2 separate regions of the Gossypium hirsutum genome follow, and region 1 is linked to region 2. A link is a contact called in public Hi-C data. All regions are on one chromosome and are shown on one strand. Each heading gives the region's core, a stretch centred on a gene start, on an enhancer-like site or on the middle of the called end of the contact. The rest is flanking DNA. Distances are from core to core; before and after follow the strand shown. Region 1 holds the start of LOC107936677 (3'-N-debenzoyl-2'-deoxytaxol N-benzoyltransferase). Region 2 holds the start of LOC107962948 (G-type lectin S-receptor-like serine/threonine-protein kinase At1g11300).

The links. A called contact is a pair of places that touch in the nucleus more often than the background predicts.
Region 1: a contact with region 2 is called in a Hi-C map of hypocotyl, with 3 times the contacts expected there. The contact joins the promoter of LOC107936677 here to the promoter of LOC107962948 in region 2. A contact is called at or near these places in 7 of 34 Hi-C or Micro-C datasets (anther, hypocotyl, leaf and 1 more).

What each region holds. Positions count from the first base shown.
Region 1 is chrA06:81,847,912-81,851,789 of Gossypium_hirsutum_v2.1, reverse strand. It overlaps LOC107936677 (3'-N-debenzoyl-2'-deoxytaxol N-benzoyltransferase), which reads left to right and starts at 2,091. Exons shown (of 2, transcript XM_016869425.2): 1 at 2,091-3,195; 2 at 3,288-3,878. The coding sequence starts at 2,393. The coding sequence ends at 3,822.
Region 2 is chrA06:81,368,445-81,372,083 of Gossypium_hirsutum_v2.1, reverse strand. LOC107962948 (G-type lectin S-receptor-like serine/threonine-protein kinase At1g11300) reads left to right here and starts at 1,388. Exons shown (of 5, transcript XR_005928188.1): 1 at 1,388-2,016; 2 at 2,116-2,187; 3 at 2,911-3,021.

The sequences.
Region 1 (3,878 bases), core at 842-3,341, 480 kb before region 2:
TAGAATTCAGAATCAATATATTTGATAGGAGTGATATCTCCTCTAGAATACACAGGCATATAATCCCTCGTTCTCCGTAAATACTTCAGTATATGCTTAATTTCTTTCTATTGTCTTGGTCTTGGATTCGCCTAATATCGACTTACCAACCTCACTGCAAAATAGATATTTAAGCGTGTACATAGTGTAACATACATGAGACTTCCTACTGCCAAGGCATAAGGAGCCTTTCTCATATTCTTTTTTTCTTTCGCTGTCTTAGGACAATCTTCTAAAAAGACATGAAATTTCAATACGAAGGGTTGATTTCCCTTCTTCGAATTGGCCATTGCATAACACTCCAATATCTTGCCTATGTATGAAGCCTGAGACAGTGCTATCACATTGTTCTTTCAATCCTTTAAGATTTGAATACCTAGAACTAAATTAGCTTTTCCTAAGTCCTTCATGATAAACTATTGAGTTAACCACAGTTTAATCGATGACAATGCTCTTACATCAATTCCAATGAGTAGAATGTCATCGACATATAGAACGATAAAGACCATCTTTCCATCCACTAAATATTTGTAAACACAAGGTTCATCTACATTTTGCTCGAATCCAAAAGTCTTGATCGGTTGATCAAATATTTGATTCCATGAGCAGGATGTTTGCTTAATTCCATAGTTAGATCTAAGTAGTTTGCAAACTTTTTCCTCGTTTCCTTTAGCTATATATCCTGTGGGTTGCATCATGTAGATGCTTTCATCAAGATAGACATTAATTTTTTTTGTCTTAACATCAATTTGCTAGAAATCGTAATTGAAAGATGTCGTATGGATAGTAATATGTGGATTAACTTTGAGCATGACAACTGAAAAGATTGTTTCTTCATAATGTTTCTTCATAATCGATACCTTATTTTTTAGTATATCCTTTTGCTACAAGTCTGACCTTATAAGTTTCTACTTTTCCATCAGGATTTATTTTCCTCTTATAGATCCATTTACACCACATGGGTTATTTCCCTTTCAGTAAGTCTACAAGTTCCCACACTGAATTGGAATACATAGAGTCCATCTAAGCTTTAATAACTATTTCCCAGAGCTTGAAATCAAAATTCTGCATTGCTTCGTCATATGTGAGTAGGTCATTTCTTCTTATTCGGCAGACTTAGTGTTAAAAACACTTTTTTCAAATTGGAAGAACTCAGGCCTACAAGATACCCTCCTACTATGACGAGGCTCCCTATGCTGCTGATTGTTTGCAGGTCTACCGTCTGTGACCCCTCCAATCTTTCTTGGGAATTGAACCTGCTGTGATTTACCTGAGTTTCTTCCTGTGTATTTTCTAACTTTTACTAGAAGAGCAATCCTTTTAAGTTCCATCTTTCTCATTCGAGCGTACGAATTTGAAAGTATTGTATTAACATTGGGAGCGACATCCACTTTCAATTATACCGATCAGGGCGAAATCGCTTTTAAGGTAGTAGTTCTTCCACGGCACAATAATTTCTTTATTTATTTACACTTAATTTTATTTCTTGTTAGTGCTAACAGTTTTGTTTGCAGTAGTATATTTCCAACAGTAGATCCATTTCCCAATGTTGTCCCTTCACTACAGGCAGATGCCTATGGTAGAGTAATTAGATTATAATTTTCTTACTATTTCATTCTTTTTGAACCCAAAAAACATCTTAAGAGACGAGTGACCAAAACAAATCAATCTCAATAAAGCTAGTGAGCCGTCAGTAGTATGTCATAATTTTGTGATAATTTTTTTCAAAATACTAATAATTAGGTGAAGTCAAATTTTAATTTTGAAAAAACACTATGGGGACCGGTACAACTAGCTCTTGCATTTGTTTTCTTGTTCCAATTTGACTGTATTTAACAACATCAGTCACCAATTGATTAAAAAGGGACATTATTTTTTTCTAATTTTTCCTTCACTTTGTCGAGGATCATCCAAAATGTAAATAATTTAGAACCATAATAATATTAGTAAAGAATAAGTGGGTGAGAATAGCGGGGTTTGGTAGAGGGCCTGACTTTTCCATCATGCTCCTGTTCACTTTCTCTTTAATTAGAATAAAAATGTAATGGAAAAGGAATAATATACATATATTATAATAAAGTAAGAGTAGATGCAGATGTGTAGCAATGAAGAAAATATTAACAATTGTACTCTCAATTCTTAATAACCAGCACGGCAGTTCCCCACTAGTCAATATCCAAAGAAGGGACACTGAACCGGGATGATCTTTAGGCATTTTTAGTTAAAAAGGCAAAGGCTTGTTTAGCCTTGAGGCAAAGCCTTAAATTTCACTAGTCAACACCAACCATTTTTGACGAACCCTCACCCTTTTTAAACACCAACCCTGGAATTCCCCCTAACAAACCCAAAAAATATGAAGGTCCAAGTCTTAGAAACTGCTCTCATCCGCCCCTCCACCGCACCACCTTTCACCCACGATCACACCCTCCCCCTCTCTCACCTAGATAATGACCACTCCCTCAACGTCACCTTCCGTTACCTGCGAGCTTACGTCAACAGCGACACCACCGGTCGTGACCCTTTCCAGGTCATCTCCTCCGCCATCTCCGCCGCTCTCCACCACTATTATCCTCTGGCTGGATCTCTCGGCCGTTCCAGCAACGGTAGGTATGAGCTTTTCTGTCGGTTGGACCAAAGCCTACCGCTCGTAAGTGCCAGCGTGGACTGCACATTGGAGTCTGTAAATCACCTTGATGACCCTGATATGAATTCGGTTGAACAGCTGGTTCCCGACCCAAGCCCGGAAGAAACGTTGGTCAACCCCTGTACTTTACAGCTAACGGTGTTCAAATGTGGTGGGTTTACTCTTGGGGCGGCTATACACAATGCTTTATGCGATGGGCTTGGTGCGACCCAGTTTTTCTGTATAGCAGCTGATTTCGCACGTGGGGTGGACGAAGTAAAATATCAGCCGGTTTGGGATCGATCCACTCTATTGGGTCCAAGAAACCCCCCGAAAGTTGAAGCCCCAGTTCTTGAGTTCCTAAGCTTGGAGAAAGGTTTTAATCCTTACAAACAGGATATCGGACATGTTGAAAGGGAGTGCTTTTATGTGGAAGATGAATGCTTGGACCAGCTCAAGGCTTTGCTTTTTGAACAAAGTGGTCTGGGTTTAACCACTTTTGAAATCTTAGGTGCATATATTTGGCGAGCCAAGTAAGTTAAAAAAAGTTTGGTGTAATTAAATTCACATAATGTGTAAGCAATGGAAGTGTTTTTGACCTGGTCTTCATTGTTGATATAAACAGGGTGAAAGCCTCAAAGATTCCAGGCGAGGAGACGGTGAAGTTTTCATATTTGATGAACATCCGCAAAGTGGTAAAGCCAGCATTGCCTGCAGGCTACTGGGGCAACGGCTGCGTTGCAATGTACGCCAAGGTCAGTGCCAAGGACCTAATCGAGCAACCTTTGTGGAAAACGGCAGAACTGATCAAGAAGAGCAAAAGCAATGGCAGTGACGAGTACGTGCGTTCTTTCATTGACTTACAAGAACTGCACTATGAAGACGGCATCACGGCTGGGAAAGGGGTGAGTGGGTTCACTGATTGGCGACATTTGGGCCATTCGGCTGTAGATTTTGGTTGGGGAGGTCCCACTACAGTGTTGCCACTTTCAACCAATTTCCTTGGGAGTATGGAGCCATGCTTTTTCCTGCCTTATGCTTCATCAAATACAGGGAAGAATAGAGGATTTAAAGTGTTGGTGAGCTTGCGTGAGAGTGCCATAGCTGATTTTAGAGAAGAGATGGAGAAATTTAGTAGGAAAGAATTTAGTAAACTTTGAGCTGTTTCTAGATATCTGAATCCTGCTAGCAGAGCTGTCTTGTTGCTAATTTGGCT
Region 2 (3,639 bases), core at 139-2,638:
TTATTCATTTTTAATTAAAAATAAAATACAATTTAATACTTAATATAATTACTACAATATAAAATGCTATGCTTAATCATTTCGATTTGCCTCAACTTGATTGCTTAGATGGTGTTTACGGCTGACAGCAATCGAAATTTGCCGGTAAACAACAACCTTAGGAGTATTGGACAAATATCTGGGTCCAATATATGTGGGTGTCCTTGTTTGCAGCAGGCCGTCTTTTCTCCTGCCAGATGCCAAGGCGCACACCTCACGGCTTACAGCACGCTCTTTGTCAGCTTCGTGATTTGCTGCCCCCACTCGAAGCTTCAGACCATTCCGAGGCTTAGGACCCATATGTCCTCCCATTAATGAGATCCTCATATTTGATATAATAAATTTCTTTTCTGGGTATTAAAATTTTATGGCCTTTTGGATGGGTTGGGTATTCAATCAGGCTCATTCTATCAACGCTCATAGCCCAATGAAGTGATGATTAGAAAGAATATTTTGGGCCATCAAATTGGACCATTAGGAGCACAATGCTTGGTTCTATTGGGTTTCAGAATACAATTTCAAGTACACGTTAGTCACCATCAATAAATTTTACGTTGAAATTTTAGTACTTAAAAATTGGCTTTATCTACTTCAATTTAATTTAATTATCTGTGAGTATAAGTTGAATTTTCTCGTATAGGCCGTAATATAAGTGTACTGGTCCGTATAAAAAATTAAAATTATTTTTCAAATTTAAATTTAAATTTAAATTTTTATTATTTATTTATACCAAAAAGATAATGTAAAAAAAATAAATTTTATTATTTATTTTGATTATCTAAAATTGATCAAAATTGTGTAGGTTAGAAATTAAGTAAATCAATATTTTCAACACATAATTTTTTATAATTAATGTATTTTTTATGTTCTTTTTACTATTTATGAAAATTAAGTTTTTTCAAACTTCGTGCTTATCCTTCTTAATAATATCATATTCAAGATTGCAACATATTGTATCATTATTGATCTTAATAATTTTTAAAAAATAATAAATCAACACTTATTTTTGTTTATTCATTACTTACAAATTTTTTTCAAGAGATATTTGTGTATATATATATATGAAAAATTATTTTATACACAGTCAATAATATATTTTAGACTACACAAGTAGGTTGAGAGTTTGATAAGTATATCATAAGATGTAATAAGACAATAAAAAATAATTATATAAATAAATGTCACACTTGTTTTTTTTTTGAAGGAAAATGTCTGGATCTTTATTAAAACAATATAACAAGACCAAGCCTAACAAGCCTAGTACAAAAAGAAACAGAAAACAAATCGAACGGGGTAAAAACCCAAAGCAAAACAAAACAGAAGCAACTTAACAGGGCCTAAGAGTCCAATCCAAAATAGAAAAACAAGATAAATTGTAAAAAAGATCCAGGTTGGCGAAAATGGGGAGCTCTAGAGGCTTCTACTAGCCAGCTATTTTCTATTCAACCCATCTTTCAAAACTAACAAAAAAACATCTGGGAGAACGCAACTATAATGATGACCTCCATTAATTGCTGATCAGTGCCCATCATTTCCTCAGATAATTCAAAAAAAGAGTTTCTCTCTTTCTCACCTCCCATTATTCATCTTCCAAAAGACTCTCCTGATGCAATCCACTAAAATCATTCTCGTAAGGACTCCTCCCTTCGCCGATCTTCATTCAGAGCTTCTTCCACACCAAAAGTGAACATATTCTGCAGATAAGTTGTCTCCTTCTTCTGTAAACCCTCCTTAGCAATAAGATGAGCCACTTTGTTTGCTTCTCTTGATACAAATCGAAAAACACAGGACTCAAAATCGAAACTCAGATGTTTTGAATCTTGAATAAAAACTTCGATTTCCGATCTGTCATCGACTTGCTCATGCAATTTTCGAATCACTGTTCGGGAGTCGCCTTCAACTTCTACCTTTCGCAGCCCTAGAAGTAGCCCAAAACGGATCGGAGGCACGCCATCGCTTCAGCAGTAAAAGTAGAAGGTATATACTTATGAAACACTGTTTTAGCAAAAATGACTTCTGACCTTGCGTTCCTTGCTACTAAACCTGAACAAGATTCCTGTAAATCCTTTTTGAAAGTAGCATCAAAGTTGATCTTTACCCAAGGATCCGTCGGGGCATCCTATCGACTAGTGAGAACCCGCATCGTTGGTAAGCTCGAACTCAACCTATCCAATTCTCTAATATAGTTCTTAATAAAGGCTACCGTTTGAGATCTAGACTTTAATTCGCCTTCATGTAGAAATCTGTTCCTTATATTCCAAAGCACCTGTAAAGCACATGCAATCGTCCTGCACTGATTAAAAGAAAATGACTCAAAAATGTTATTAAGCCAATCACTGAAATCTGAGTTATCCTCTTGAGTAAGCCAGTTAAATCCTAACGTAGACCATGTTTCCTTTGCTATAGGACACTCCTTGAATACGTGCTCACTAGATTCCGGTCCATTATGACACCTCCGAAAAATATCAGATCCCATCAGTCTCCTGTAGTGAAGATTACAAAAAGTAGGCAAGAAGTTGCGAAAAAGTCTCCAATTTGTAATTTTAATCTTAGAAGGTAGATCTAGGCTCCAAATTCTTTTGTAAAAATGTCTGTAATTAGAATGCGTTTGGTTCTATCCCTATTGTAAAATCAATCTGTGTCCGCTATGAACCGTGTACTCCCCAGTTGGCTCTCCACGCCAGATTATGTGATCTTTGTGTTTATTTATGGATAGAGGAATACATAAAATCCGCTCTACATCACTGACCGAAAAGGTATTAGAGATTAGTTCAGTTTTCCACTTCCTTGTACTAGTATCGATTAAATTTGCCACTAGTAACAAATTCGAATTGACATTCAAATTCTGAACTCTATACTCTCTGCTTCCAGGAACCGAAGCATCACCCTAAATAGAGACGTTCATGCCATCACTGATCCTTCATCCCATCCCATTCAAAATGAGACCTTTAGATGACCATATACTTTGCCAAGTAAGAGAAGGTAAATTTCCTAACCTGGAATTTAAAAAATTTGACTTTTTAAAGTATTTGGCTTTCAATGTATGCGCTAGTAATGAATTAGGATTATGTAACAAATGCCAACCTTGTTTGTCCAGTAACGCAACATTAAAAGAATTCAAATTGCGAAACCCCATCCCCCCTTCCTCATTTCGAACACATAATGAGTTCTAATTGCACCAGTGAATTCCTTGCTTCCCATGGCTTTTCTGCCACAAAAAGACCCCTAAAATATTCTCCAATTCCACGCACAAGGATTTTGGTAAAAGGAAACAAGACATTGTATAAGTAGGAATGGCCTGTAAAACTGATTTTATAAATACCTCTTTCCCCCCCTGAGATAGATGCCGAGTGCTCTAACTGTCAATCCTCCGTTTCAATCTATCTTTCAAAGATTGGAAAGTCATTTTCTTCTTTCGACCCACCATATTCGGAAGTCCTAAGTATCTCTCAGCCTCTGTCGAACACCGAACATATAGGGTCTGCAAAGCCAGATTCTTATCATAATCAGCCACATTCGAGCTAAAAAAGACAGTAGACTTTTCAAAATTAACACATTAGCCCGAACACGATTCATATTCTCTTAAAATGTCATTAATCA